Linked DNA regions of Gossypium arboreum: region 1 is linked to region 2. Evidence: chromatin contacts called from public Hi-C data. All regions are on one chromosome and are shown on one strand. The core of a region is the stretch at or near the end of the contact, and the rest is flanking DNA. Distances in the headings are between cores, read along the strand shown.

Region 1 (7,247 bases), core at 2,277-4,776, 170 kb before region 2:
AGTTTGATTAAAAAAAAAACAAGTGGAAACTCAAAAGAAAGGATAAAAAAATAATGAGGAAAGAAATTCCAGAAATTAAAATTATAAGGTGTTCATATAGATCTATATATAATAGAATAATCCTCGCTAACAACATATTGACAAAGATAGAGAAATAGCCAAAATGAGTACCTGTCAAAACAACTTGATGAGTTACATTTGTCCCTACAGCCAAAACATTTGCTTCACATCTGAACACAATATCTGCAGCACCTAGATCACTAAAGATCTGTCATTCGATTCAGCATTTGGAACAAGAAGTAAGACAGAGTGTATGCAAACATGATACTAGCATGCAAAAACATTAAAGCGTTAAAAATTCAAATAAAATGTTTATTTTCTGAGTTTTTCCTTTTATGAACACCATCTTCAACTATTGAAATCATATGAACACCTAACATCTTAAGAAGTAAAAGTTATATCAGGTAGAAAGAATTTTTTTTTGAAAGAGGGTAGAAAGAACTTGAAAATATCAAGATAAAAGAACGGTGGTAGTGATTTTTTATGGTTTAACAATTAAAAAGCATGAAGGTAATTATATTATAAAGTGCATATATATAAAGCTAGTTATCATTCAAATTATATCAAGGAAAGATAAATGAATACAAGCTCAAAACCCTCCAAAATAGTTCTCATACTGAGCTTGAGATGATGTTAAAACTAAAATCTATCTGAGTAATATATATATGTCGAGAATATCACAAGTCCTTCATTTAAATGTTGAAAAACATGTTGCTGTTTCATTTCAATCAAGTGTTCAAAAACATGCAGCTCATGTTAAGTGTCAAAACTGTTATACATTACTCAGAATCACAAAAAACTAGATATGGCAGACTAATTAACCCTACAAAGAATGACCACCCACTGCCCAGCATTAGCCTGAACTTATCGCAGAGTTACAAAAGAATATGATCAACACAAATAGAAAGCAACAAAAGTTGAACAAAACAACAAGCATAATAACAAAATTCAGATAAAAGCCAAAATTCAACACAAAGAACAAAAAGGTATTCAACAGTATAAAAATTAAAATCAAAATTCTAGGGAATTGCCAAAATTATCGGTTAAAAAGTGGACAAGTAAAGAACAAGAAGAAAAAAAGAGAGCTTTAAACTGAACATAAAGAAGATGCCATACCTTAAGCCAAGACCCTTCGAAGAGGAAGATTTAAGCGAAACGAAACAGCAGCCCTGAGAAGAGAAGATATGCGACAGACACTAAGAAAAAAAGAAAATAAAAGATGAAGAACAAAAGAAGTAGAAGGAGGAAAGTTACCTGGATGAAGAAGAATGAAGATGAAGAATGACTAGGAAAGATTGGTGAAAGTTGGAAAATGTCACAGAGCCAAATGAAACAGCAGTCCTGAGAAGAGAAGATATGCGAAAGCTAAGGAAAAAAGGAAATTAAAAGATGAAGAACAGAAGAAGTAGAATGAGGAAAGTACCTGGATGAAGAAGAAGGAAGATTAAGAACGACACAATGGGGAAAGATTGGTGAGAGTTGGAAAATGTCTTACAGAAAAAAATCTATAAGACATTTTCCCTAAAAGCATAGACATTTTACCCGTGTTTTTGAAAACATTTTCCTTATGTAAAATGTTTTCAGTAAAATAAACACCGTAAAACTAGGAAAACATTTTCTGGAAAATGTTTTCTTGGCAAACAAACGCACACGTAATTTCAAAATATGTGTAATATTTCCTAGATTGGAAATTTGAAAATGTAATTACATCACTTGTTCCAAGTTTCATTTGTTGGATTATTATCGAAGTTTGTATTTCTTCCATTCTAGTGTTTCTAGAAATACAAAATTTCTACTTAGTTTTGTAGGAAAAATAGGAATATGAATTGTTTTCATTCCTATCGCTGTTGAAGATATAAAACTTCTATTTGGATTTTCCTCATCTTCCTCTATTTGAGCATTTGAGGGTAAAACCAAATTATTATTTGTATTTGTTGTAGCTGTATTTTTAAAATATAATTTATCACTAGATGACATATATTCTATTGTACTTACAGGTTTATAAGTATTGACACTACTTATCCTTTCTATCATCCAATCTTTTGGTGTTGATAAATCTCTTAAATGTAATAATTTTGGTTGTATTTCAGTAGTGATTTTATTGGGTTCAAAGAGTGCAATAATTTTGTTGTTAATTTCTTTGATTTCTACTTCTGCTATATTAATATATTCATAAATAGAAGTTCAATTGATTGCTAGATCTTATGCTAAATCATTAATTTCAGAATTTTTTATTTGAATTCTAAGACATGAACTATCAAAGGATCTGTAATAGATATAAAGTAATTTGGTTTAACTTTAAATCCTATTACTTCTGCATGTAAATTTGATTGAATTCCTCGAATAGGTGCTCTTATTGGATTTTCAAATTTCTTATCTAATAAAACTGCTATTATTGGTATATCATGACCTTTTCTAAATAAAGCTCTTATAGTTATCATTATTATTCCTAAATGTATATATCTAACTTGGGGATATTTCTTTTTAATCCTCTTAATTTTATCTTTATTAAATAGTGGGCTTTCTGTTAATCCACTTTTAGTATCTTTAGCTCTTGTATTACCACTTATTTTTTGTATATGATTTTGACTCCATATCTTATATTTAGATATTTTATAAATTTCTTCTTTAGAAATTTAATTTTTATTAATTTTTCTATCATTTCATCGAAAAGTCTTTTTCTTCTCCAATTATATTTCCTAATTTTATATCTTGTTGTTCATTCTTAGGAATTTCTTCTAATTGATTATTAGAACTGCTTCCTATATTAAACATAAATATATATTATTCTTCATCTGTATCATCTATTTCGATATTAATTGTATAATATTTCCTTAGATTTTATTTCCTCTTCGAACATATTTCTAAATTTTGTTCTTCTAAGTGTTTTAATCATTTTTCTTGTACATTTTCCTTTATTAGGACAATTTGGTGCTATATGTCATTCTTCATCACATATAAAACATTTACATATTTGTCTTTTAGATTTTTAGAAATTTTTCTTCTAATAATTTTTTATTATAGCCAAAATTACATATTTGTTTTATAAGTTATATAATAAAGTGACAAAATTACATATTTGTTTTATAAGTTATATTTTATTTTATAAAATTGACAAATTTTAACAGAGTAGTATTGATAATTGGATTATATTTATTAAACTGAGGGCTTCTATAGTACAGAGATTAAACCTTAAATTCATTAAAAATACAAGGACTAACCACATATTTTAGCCATAAGAATAAGAATTTGAAAATGGTAATTTTCTTCCTTGTACAAAAGAAACAAAACTTTGCCACGCTGGCAATCCTCACAGCTTAGACGCCCAATCAGATTCAGTCACACGGATCAAAGCCTACACACAATATTTTCTCTCTCTACAATGCCGTTGAATGATGTTTTCGAATTTCCATATTTGCCCCTCAATTAAACGGACCTTAACCCTTCCCTTCCGTTTCCCTTATATTTAAAGTCGCTATCCCCATTCGCTTGTCTCTCAAAATCAAAACCCTAATCTCTTCTTATCAAGGAAATAGCGGTTGCTGATCATCTCTGGATTCTGTATTTCTTGATCTCTCGTGGATCTGATCGTTTATTTGCTGGATTATTGTATATCTTTCAGGATCTTGGATTTCAATTTCCTTGTATTGAAGAAAAAAGATGGCTCGTACGAAGCAAACTGCTCGCAAATCAACCGGAGGGAAGGCTCCCAGGAAGCAGCTCGCCACCAAGGTATGATTTTTTAGGGCTTTAATTTCCCAGTTTCTTTTATTTTTAAAATACGTTTCAGTTGATCTTTTTATGAATTTCAATCAATCAATTACAGGCTGCAAGGAAATCTGCGCCTACGACCGGCGGAGTCAAGAAGCCTCACCGCTACCGTCCTGGAACCGTCGCCCTTCGTGAAATCCGTAAATATCAAAAGAGCACTGAACTTTTGATCCGCAAGTTACCCTTCCAGCGTCTTGTTCGTGAAATTGCCCAAGACTTCAAGGTATGTATATAAATGCCAAAAAAAAATCGAGAAATCGAACCCCTGGTAGTCCCCATTGGTTTTATTTGTTCGTATAGCGTAATAACTAAGGGTTTTTTTTCTTGTTTGGCAGACGGATTTGAGGTTTCAAAGTCATGCGGTTCTGGCATTGCAGGAGGCTGCAGAGGCATACCTTGTGGGTTTGTTCGAGGATACCAACTTGTGCGCTATCCATGCCAAGAGGGTCACCATTATGCCCAAGGATATTCAACTCGCTAGGAGAATTCGTGGGGAGCGTGCTTAAGTTTCTTTTTTAATTTGTATTGATTCAGGGGTTGTTTTTGTGGGTAATTTCGGATTCTATGTAATCTAACTGGATTACATCTTTAAAGGATTTTCATTATTCATGCAGCTTGAATAGCTGGTTCATTCACATCATATTTTGTCGGTTTTACGATGAATGATATTTTATACTGTGTTGGATTAGAACATGCTTTTCGAAGGTTTGTGGTGGATAACATTAGCAATAAGAAAGTATCTCCGTCAAATATCAATCAAGGCCCAATTAAGCTGGGCGGGTTTTGTTCCAAAATGATGCAGTTGGTGGCCTTTCTCCCTTTTATCATTGTAAGTGTCCATGCTTGTAACATCAATATTTCGGAAGCAGGATAGGTAGGGTATCTCTTAATCTTTTATAGTTTAAAGTTATATTATTTAAGAATATTTTAATTTTTTATTTTATTTTTAAAGATATAACAAATCATGAAATAAGTAATAATACAAAATAAAATATGTACATGTAAAAATATTAAACTGTAAATAAAATTAAATTTAAACACATAAATACATTATATTAAAAACATTTAATAAATTATAATTTTTATTAAGATATTAATCATTAATCTAAATTAATATCAAATTAACTTATAGCACTTACTCAATAAAATAATTAATACAATCACATTGCAAAATTTTATTAGATCTTTAGAAAATAAAATAAAAAAATTAAAATATTCTTAAATAATATAATTTTAAACTATAAAAGATTAAGATATCCTACCCTATCTTGCTTTCGAAATATTGGTGTTACAAGCATGGACACTTACAATGATAAAAGTTAATTTGATGTTAATTTGATATTAATTTAGATTAATGATAATATCATAATAAATAATTATAATTTATTAAATATTTTTAATATGATATATTTATGTGTCTAAATTTAATTTTATTTACAGTTTAATATTTTTACATTATAATATTGTATATATTTTATTTTGTATTATTACTTATTTCATGATTTGTTATATGTTATATTTGAACAAATTTTTATTTTAAATGTGTCATTTTCACATATTATATTTAAACAAATTTTTATTTTAAATGTGTATTAATATTTATTAAAAGTTCATATAAAATAAATGACATTTTTATTTAAAAGATGAATCTAAAAGATTTGATATATTTCATGTAAATTGTATTTTTAATTTAAATCCTTTTATATTTGTTTTTTATTAATGTATAAAAATACAAAAATAAAAATATTTTCATAATAATATAATTTGTTTTGTAAATTTTTTTAATATATTTTTACTCTATTGAAATATGAATGATACCAACTATGACTGCTATTCAGACACAGATTTCAGTAATCTATTCTGCTTTAAAACTCTTCGGCAAGTCCTCTTTTATTATTTGTTATGTGTTAGTGATGGAATCAGATTCGAAAATTTCCATTTCTTGACTTGCAGTGAGGGAATGGAGAATTTTTAATGAGATTGATTAGCTGATCGGGTACATTAAGCAACTGCAATTCTTTAGAAGTTAAATTCTATATTTGGAGAGAAATTATATTTTATTTTTTATTAAATTTTTTTTATACATTAAATTAAAGATTAAATGAATTTTTTTGTTAAAAATTTTATTCATTTTAAATATATGTGACGTGTTATATATATCACAGTATAATGCATATAAATAAATTTTTAACAGTAAAAAAGTATAAACTTTAACAAAATGATCAATCTATTTTTGATTTAGTATATATCAAATTAATTTATTAGTATATATCAAATTAATTTATCTATTTTTTAAATAAATAAAACAAAATATAATTTAATTTCATAATATTTTTACCCAATTCCCTCGCATAAATGGTGATTGAGTGATCAACAATGCTTGAGGCGGTTTTGTAACACTGGATGTATATTTGTTTGCTTTTTGATGTTTCTACTTGATTCAGATACGGTGTGGTATGCACCCCTTGTTTCAAGCTTTTCTTTATTAATGAATAATTTTATTCTCTTAGAGAAAAAGAAAGCGGGTAAGGGTAGTCCCCATTCGTGCATCAAACCATGTGCCTCTTCCTCTCCACTACTTATTGGCTATCCATCCATTGTTTCACTATTTAATTACGTCTAATAATTTTTATCACCATCCCATGTCGTTTTGTAGTTTTCCATTATTATTTGCAAACCACAAAAGGTAATTTCAGTAAGCAATTTAACTAGCGTTCGTCAATACAATAGTACGAAGCTCGTTTAGATAATCCACATCAAAACAAGCCTCATCTACATTTGATAAACCCATGCCGTTAAGTGATTGCCATCGCGCACCACTCTCGATTGCTTTGGTAACATTGGTTGATTGAGCAGATTATGGGAAGAAAAGCTCCTAGCATGGTTAAGTGCTATATGTGGTGGTGTGAGTCTTCCATGCAACATCTCATTGATTTTGAATAACGGGTTCAAGTATCGTGGATGAAAAAAACTAATAATGAGAGAGTTTTATCTTTATTTAAATATCTGGTTTAACTCAAATTTGAATTTAATCCAAGTAATAGGAGTATAAAAAAAAACTATTATTTTCATGAGTCTAATCACAGATTTTATCACTAAGCTATATAACTTCCATGTGTTTTTATTTATTTATTATTATATGCCGAAATGAAAGATATTCCTCACTTCGACTGCTTTAGACATATAGACCACATACAAAGTTACAAAGAAACCCCATCATTATTGAGCCAAAATTTGCATGCCCGTGAACTTTAGAATCACAACAAGCCCCGTGATTACACAATTTCTAGAAAAAAAACCATCGTTTCTCTTTACTTGTCCGAATTCTCTCGTTTGTATCCATCTTCTGATCCAACACAACTTTGTAGTTTATACCTCTCTCTCCAACATCCACACATGAATGGCATATAAAAATG
Region 2 (7,259 bases), core at 2,694-5,193:
TCGAGGGGCACACCCCAACCCGTACCACCATGAGTATACCGATCTAAGAGGGTTCCAAAAGATCCGATGAGCAAAAAATGGTTCAGACACATTGCAGTCAACGTCGAGCGCTAGACACAGTGGATGGCCCTCATATTGGGTCCTCCCGACAAGAGCAACACCACTCATTCCATCTTCCAGTATCTCCTAGCCTACGCTAGCTAGACCATCCACATTGAGAGGGGATACAACAAGAGTCATCTCAGATGAGCACCATGGCAACACATACGAATTCGATGACATCTTCACCAATTTATGAGGGATTTTATTCTTTTTTTTTTGTTTTTGTTATTTTAATTTCTTTAGAAACATAAAAATGTTCTTATTAAATATATATTTTTTCTTTATGTGTTTTCTTTTTCTGTGTAGGAACCCCACAAGGGATGAGGCACTACAAGTTCGAGCCAAAACTGCGAGGAAGAGCCAATCCCACCATTTGTGATGGACTTTTAATGCTAATCAAGTAACCTTTTTCCTTTATATTTTTATTGCACATCAGGGACAATGTAATGAATAAAGTGCGGGGGGTGACATAGGAAAATATTTAAACTTTTAAATTTTTAAAATTTTAAGTTTTTCTGTTATTTTGTTTTTTTGGTCATTTAATTTTTTTTTGTGTGTGTGTCATGAGTGTGCTTGAGCTTGTAGAAATACAAGTGATTGGTTAGGAACATATACCTAAATTGTTTACTTAGATTGTAAATTTAGCTTGAAATTAAATAATTTAGGTTGTTTATATTTAGTCTAATTAGATTAGTTTATTAGATTGTAAATAGGAAAAGGAGATTAAATATACCAAGTGATAAAGGTGGATGCAAATAGGTAATTACATTTGTAGAAGTATAGGAGGTTTGAATTAAAAAAAATGCTCGATAAAATCCATGGTTATTGAAATGGTGCAGTATGACTAGTGCCTTATAAAAAGTATCCAAGAAAAATCTTGACCGTATTGGCACAAATAATAATAAATCAAAAAATCATCGTAAGAAATTATTAGAGAAATATTACTGCATCAGAGTTCAAAGCATGAATAAAAATAAATCTAGTAGAAAAAAAATTCGAATTTACTATACCCTACAAAAATAAATGCTATATTCAGATATACATTTTGATGGAAGCATATATTTAATTTTCTTTAACTTGATTACTTTTTAATTTATTGAACTAATTTGTTCATGTGTAAATAACTTTGAATTGTTTAAATTTCTAGTTAGAGTTGTATATTTAGGCAAATCCTCCTAGTGCTGATACTCAAATCTAATCTCGTGTATGAAGCCAACTCAAGTATATTGTTTAGCTATATATTTTATTTATTTTCTTTTGTTGCTTGAGGGCGAGCAACGACTTAAGTGTGGAGGAGTTTGATCTGCCACAATTCGTTGTGGCAAATTAAGGTTTTTCTGACACTTAACCAACTTGTTTTCTAGTGTTTTTATATGCCTTTATTTCATTTTTGGTTTTTATTTGCTTAGGTTTAGCTTTGGTAAAATAATCTTTTTATGCAATTTTTAGTGTTTTGACGACCCGTAAGGCAAACTTGGGACTCGGGTATGACTAATGGGTTGTTTGAGTATGTAGGGCAGCAATTTGGGCTTAAGTATGCAAGGAACAATGGTCATGTCATGACATCAACATTCGATGTCGCAACATTGAACTTCGAAGCATCAAAAGCTAAAAATAGGGCTGACGTCGTGCCATCATCGTGACAAATTGCTGACATCAATAGCCACGTGATCAGAATTTTAAAATTGTATTTTGTTTATTATTTATTAAACCTATATTTTGTTTATTAAACTAGGGGTATTTTAAGAATAAATTACCTCAATATGTTGCCCTAGGTTTTGCCTATGTATACACTCTTATAATATCATTAGGAGGGTTGGTTGTTGATAGGTAGACAATTAAATAGCTTTTATTTTTTCTTTGTATTTTTATTTATGTTTGCTTAGTCGGAATTATTCCTGTTCCGATGTGAAGATAGTTGTGAGCGGGAATTGCTCTGACATTGCACCTCAATTAATTATCAATGAGAAATTTATCTATTTATATTTTGTTTCTCTGACAAATTAACGTTTGTATGAATATTAGAATAACTCTTGTGTTTATTTCATATCTAGCATGTTTTAGTTATGAATCTGATTTATTAATTAAGTAATTATTTATCTAAAATTGAGTGTTTATTCAAGAGTACTTAGTATATTAGGGACTAATACCCCTAATAGAATATCTAGACAGGTGAGACCGAGAGGGTATCCTATCAAGTATACTTGTGCTAAGTAGTGAGATCGAGAGGGTATTTGTAAGCCTAGGAAGAGATCAAAAGGATGACTTAGGTGGTAATCCTTAGTGAAAATGAGATCAAGAGGGTATTTTTACCTAAGGATGGTAAACAACTCAACCGAGGGTAATTTGTTCATAATTGGTTATTTAATCGAAAATAAACCGGGAACTCGAATCGTCGACACTAGGAATAGGAGATTCCATTAAGTTATTTTAGACTACTTAATTTAGTTAGGTTATTTTAGTTTAATTAATTTAATTAGTTTAATTCATATTTTAATTTTGGATTCACACTACTAATTTGTAAATTGATTCTATTAGTAGTTATTTTTGGTAATTAATTTAATAATAAATTTCGTCAATCTGCAATCCCAAATTTATATTACAATTTCACATGTTCTTATGTAGATACTACACGAAATTTTATGAATTTTATTTGCACGATTTTCATTCTAAACCTTCGCAGTTTTAAACGCGGTCACCACCGTTATCATCTCTTCCTCTTCCAAATACATACATAAGCATAAAACTAATATACAATTTCAGCCTAGCTAAGATATACTTTCTTACTAAAATGAAACAAGAAATACCACATGAATCCTAATATACTCGCCTTCAAACTTGGTAATTTGAAAGAGATGGTCACTTGGTTAGTAAAATTTCACGAGAAATTTACAAATTTCGGTGAGGATGAGAAGTTGGGAGAAGTTTCCCATTTCATCTTGCTAATGCTGTTGGAAGAGAGGAAAGAATGGAAGACAAAAGAATTCTCATCTCTTCCATCAAATTCCAAACAATTCTCCTATCAAATCCAAAGGTTAGGATTTATTTTCCCATCAATTGACCATGATCCAATGGCCCCTTTCACTCTTACGTTCAACTTTGATCCAATGGCTCCTAATTAAACATGGAAACTTTGATCGAGTGGCAAATATTGGTCCCTACACTTTTTCTCATTGCTTTTTCCCATTTTGCCATTAGTAAGCTCCCATGGTTAAGATTAAAACACATGAAATTGATCTAATAGCTCTCACTCCAATTAATAAATTCAAAATATAACATCTTATGGTTTATTATTCTTCGAGGTCCTCCAATATTTTACCTCTTTATGACCAGGACTAATTTACAAGCTTAGACTATTTTCCCATCTAGTCCATCCCTTTATTATCTAACAATTTAATCCATACTTATCAAATTTGATTTGACTTTTTAGAATTTATTTTTATTTTTTAAAATTCATATTTATAAATTTATAAAAATATTTTTTTATAATTTTATAAAATAAATTATAATTTTAGATTTTTAAATAATTTTTGACATATTTAGATTTTTAAAATTATCATTAATTTTTTAAAATATCAAATTGCTCTTTTAATTTTAATTAAGAGATCAAATTAGTTATTAATCTTTGAGCCTTATTTCATCAAAGGGTTAATGAGCATAATGTAAGTTTTGATAAACATAAACTTAAGCTTAATTTAAGGAGTATTTGTGGAATTTACCCAAATGAAACTGAGTCAGAATATGAACATTTCAGCTCAAAACTCCAATTCGTTTTAATCCCACTTGCACTTATGGCGCGTGTGAATACAACATGAGCAATCCAAATCATCCCTCCATTTCCACGCGTTCTATAGATTGCGTTAGTCATCCTTAGCCCAGAACAGAAGCCCAGAAAGAAAGAGAGAGAGATACATTTTTTCCTAAAAAAAAAAAGGGAAATATATTTAACAGCGAAACACGGAAAATAAATCAGATAGAAAAACGGGGAAAGGACAAAAAGGAAAAACCGTTCTAGGGTTGCCTTGAATCTCTCTCTTTCCAGATATTAGATAATTAGAAATAGGTTTGTAGGGCTTTTCAATCGATTCCTTCTTTATTTTCTTACAATTAGGGTTTTCGAAAGAGGTAAGTTGATTTAACTGCTGGGTCTCATTTTCGTTTCTTATCTTTCTTGGGACAGTGGTGTTGGAGTTTGGGTTTTAATCGACCCAACCTTAAAATCGGTGCTTTTGGGAATTGGACTTTTAACATTTTTACCGAGCATCGGAGCTGGAAAAGGATCATTTTTTTAGGGACTCTTTCTTAACAAATATATTGTATTTTTTTACGATCTGTTAATATGCGAGGAGTGCACAAATCAAAAAAGGTTACTTGGGCATCAGACGTTAACCTTTGTCAGGTAAAATTGCAGTTTTACTTTGGAAATTCCTGAATTTTGAGGTCCCTTTCAGGTGAAATTACAGAAAAGAAAAGGGGGGTGCAAAATTTTAAGTGAACCAAATATGTTGGAGAATGAAGCTATGTGAATCCTTCATGTTCTGCTGTTTTTGGTTTCCTTTTTTCTTTCATAAATATATTTTATCTATTACTCTGTCACTTTAATTGCATTTGAACCTTTCTGGTAGTCAAGTTAGTTTAGTTTTGGTATTCTTTTAATGCATGATTTCGAATGAGTTTTTAGTTTTGTTGATGCCATTGTTGTGTTAAGCTTTTTAGGGTCTTAAATGATGGCCTGTTCTTGTTTTTGTTTGTTTTTTCTTCTTTTCCAGTGGAATTTATGGCTTATTTTGTTTTGCATCTTAGTGTTATGGGAATAAATCTGCTAACGGAGTTTGGAAGTTTTTTCATGCTAGTTAGACACAGAAATGAGAGAATGGAAATGATAAAAGATTTAGATTTTTAAACTGATTAAAAATTGCTAACGATGATAAAAGTATTCCAGTGATTGCATCCTTGGCTTGTCATTTCTTGATGTTTCCTTTCATATAATGTTCATCTTTGCAGAACACGATAAGTTTACCACAATACAGTTGTAAAATCCCCTTGGAGTTTGATTAATATGAGTGTGTAATGTTTCTTATATTGCTATAGTTCTGAAGTCTTTGACTTTATGTTTCTGCTTGTAGTTGTTTTACCCGACCTAGTTTTGTAGCTCATACTAGATTTTAGTATAGGCAAAGTACTAGGTTAAGGATCTCAAATTCAACTTGAGATTTTATTACTCAGCTAAGGCTTAATGAGATGTTTATACAAGCTTTAATATATGTATTTATATATTGCATTTCCCTGTTTGAACAAGCTCTCTTCAGTTGCTAGATGGTGTTTGTACTGTGAAATGATGTTTGAGCAAATTCACAACCCTGTTTTGTTGAAAATGATAAACAGAAAATATAATTGCTTCTCCTCTTAACAGGTAAGGTTGTTTCTATCAGAGGAATCACCTTCACAAGTTGGGGTGGGTGGTCAAGATCACCTCCAAGCAAAAACATCGTTGGTATCACATATAAATGGGGCTACTGGGGATGACTTTCTGCCTCCGGGATTCGAAGGAGCTCATTCTACAAGTCATCCGCAGATTAACTTGCTAGAAATTGCTACCATTAAATGGAGATGTCCTCTCAGGGTAACAATTCTAAAGACTTCTTTTCTGCATTTTAGTTTGATTTGTGATTATTGCTCCCAGCATTTACCTCAAAGCTGAACTTACGTCTTCACAGTTTATTTTGGACTTGAATTGGCAAGTTGTTGCCGGAGAGGAAAGTGAAGAGGTGGAGATTCAAAATCAGAGAGAAGTGAGAGTGCTTGAAGCTGTTTATCCTCGCCCATCTGCAATTCCTACAAAGTCTGATACTTTTTCTTTTTTCTCTTTTTGACTGGTTTTGGGGTGGGTTTTCTAGAAACTGCTTCTCTTGGGTTATCCTTTTCCATGAGACTAAATTTTCTTCTGGTTGTGCAGCTCTTCTGTTTCAGCAGACGTGGAAAATTGTGACTATGACGATCAGCAAACTCCTCAAATACCCATCACTCCTATTGAAGATGAGGATGCTTCAACTGAAACTCCCATTAGTTCACAGCCACAGTGGTTGGCTCCTGGTATTTTACCTCCTCTGCGTGGCAGTATGCCAAGTGTTTCAAGTGGCTCAGCTGATGAAAAACCTGCTTCTGGGATGATCCTTAATGTTGAACCCGGTGTAGCAGCTGCTGCCTTTGCTGCAGTTAACCAAAACAATGAACCTGGAAACATGATTGATCCGGAGTTTCTCGTTAAAATTCTCAGCAATCCCAGATTGATTGAGAAATTAGTTACTGATTATGGAGTGGCTTCAGGTGCTCAAAACTTACCTGAATCAACATCCCCTCTGGCAACTTCTCCCAATCCACCCCCACCTGTAAATCTCTCCAACCCATTTCCTGCCCACATCAATAGAACAGAAAATGGTACTGCATCCTTATCAGCTACTTCTAGTGGAACTTTTTATGCTCAGCCTAATGGGGTTGGAGTTGGACCGTCAAATAAACAAGGTCTTGCACCCAATCCCCATCCAATATCTGTTTCAGCAGCTGTTGGACTTCCCCAGAAAAAGGATGTAAACTATTACAAGAACTTGATTCAGCAACATGGAGGAGAAAGACAAGAGCCAGCTCAGAAGTTCAACAGCCGATACAACCAGCACCTAAGACCAAACCAAGAACTAATAAACAACACCAAATCGAGAGATTCTAGACCGAAGATAATGAAGCCTTGTATGTACTTTAACAGTTCCAGGGGATGCAGGAATGGAGCCAATTGTGCATACCAACATGATACATCTTCCCACCAGAACAGTGGGAATAATGTTGCGGAGGTGCCGAATACAAAGAGAATGAAAATGGATAGAGAGATAAGCGGTTAGAAAATACAGAGCGCAAGTATGGTTAGAAAATACAGAGTGCATGTATGCCTTTTTCACATGCAAAAAGCGTACTGCAGCTCTACCTTTTATTGGCTTTGCTTAGGTTCTTTTTGGAATTAGTATAATTCTAGTACTCCCTTTTTACCCCTCGCTTTGCATCAAGCTTTTAAGATTCAATGGGCTAGAGAGCCTTGATTATCACAACCGATTGCGGATTTTCATCCATGAAGTGCATTTTTTTGGGTTTTTTCTTTCTTTCGTCTT

What was found. A called contact is a pair of places that touch in the nucleus more often than the background predicts.
Region 1: a contact with region 2 is called in a Hi-C map of leaf, with 3 times the contacts expected there. The contact joins the promoter of LOC108464559 here to the promoter of LOC108464510 in region 2. A contact is called at or near these places in 2 of 5 Hi-C or Micro-C datasets (both in leaf).

The regions. Positions count from the first base shown.
Region 1 is chr3:102,167,912-102,175,158 of ASM2569848v2, reverse strand. It overlaps LOC108464559 (histone H3.3), which reads left to right and starts at 3,526. Exons shown (of 3, transcript XM_017764914.2): 1 at 3,526-3,792; 2 at 3,887-4,054; 3 at 4,167-4,522. The coding sequence starts at 3,721. The coding sequence ends at 4,337.
Region 2 is chr3:101,996,831-102,004,089 of ASM2569848v2, reverse strand. LOC108464510 (zinc finger CCCH domain-containing protein 6) reads left to right here and starts at 3,943. Exons shown (of 5, transcript XM_053025799.1): 1 at 3,943-4,165; 2 at 4,283-4,501; 3 at 5,516-5,725; 4 at 5,820-5,944; 5 at 6,059-7,259. The coding sequence starts at 4,442. The coding sequence ends at 6,995.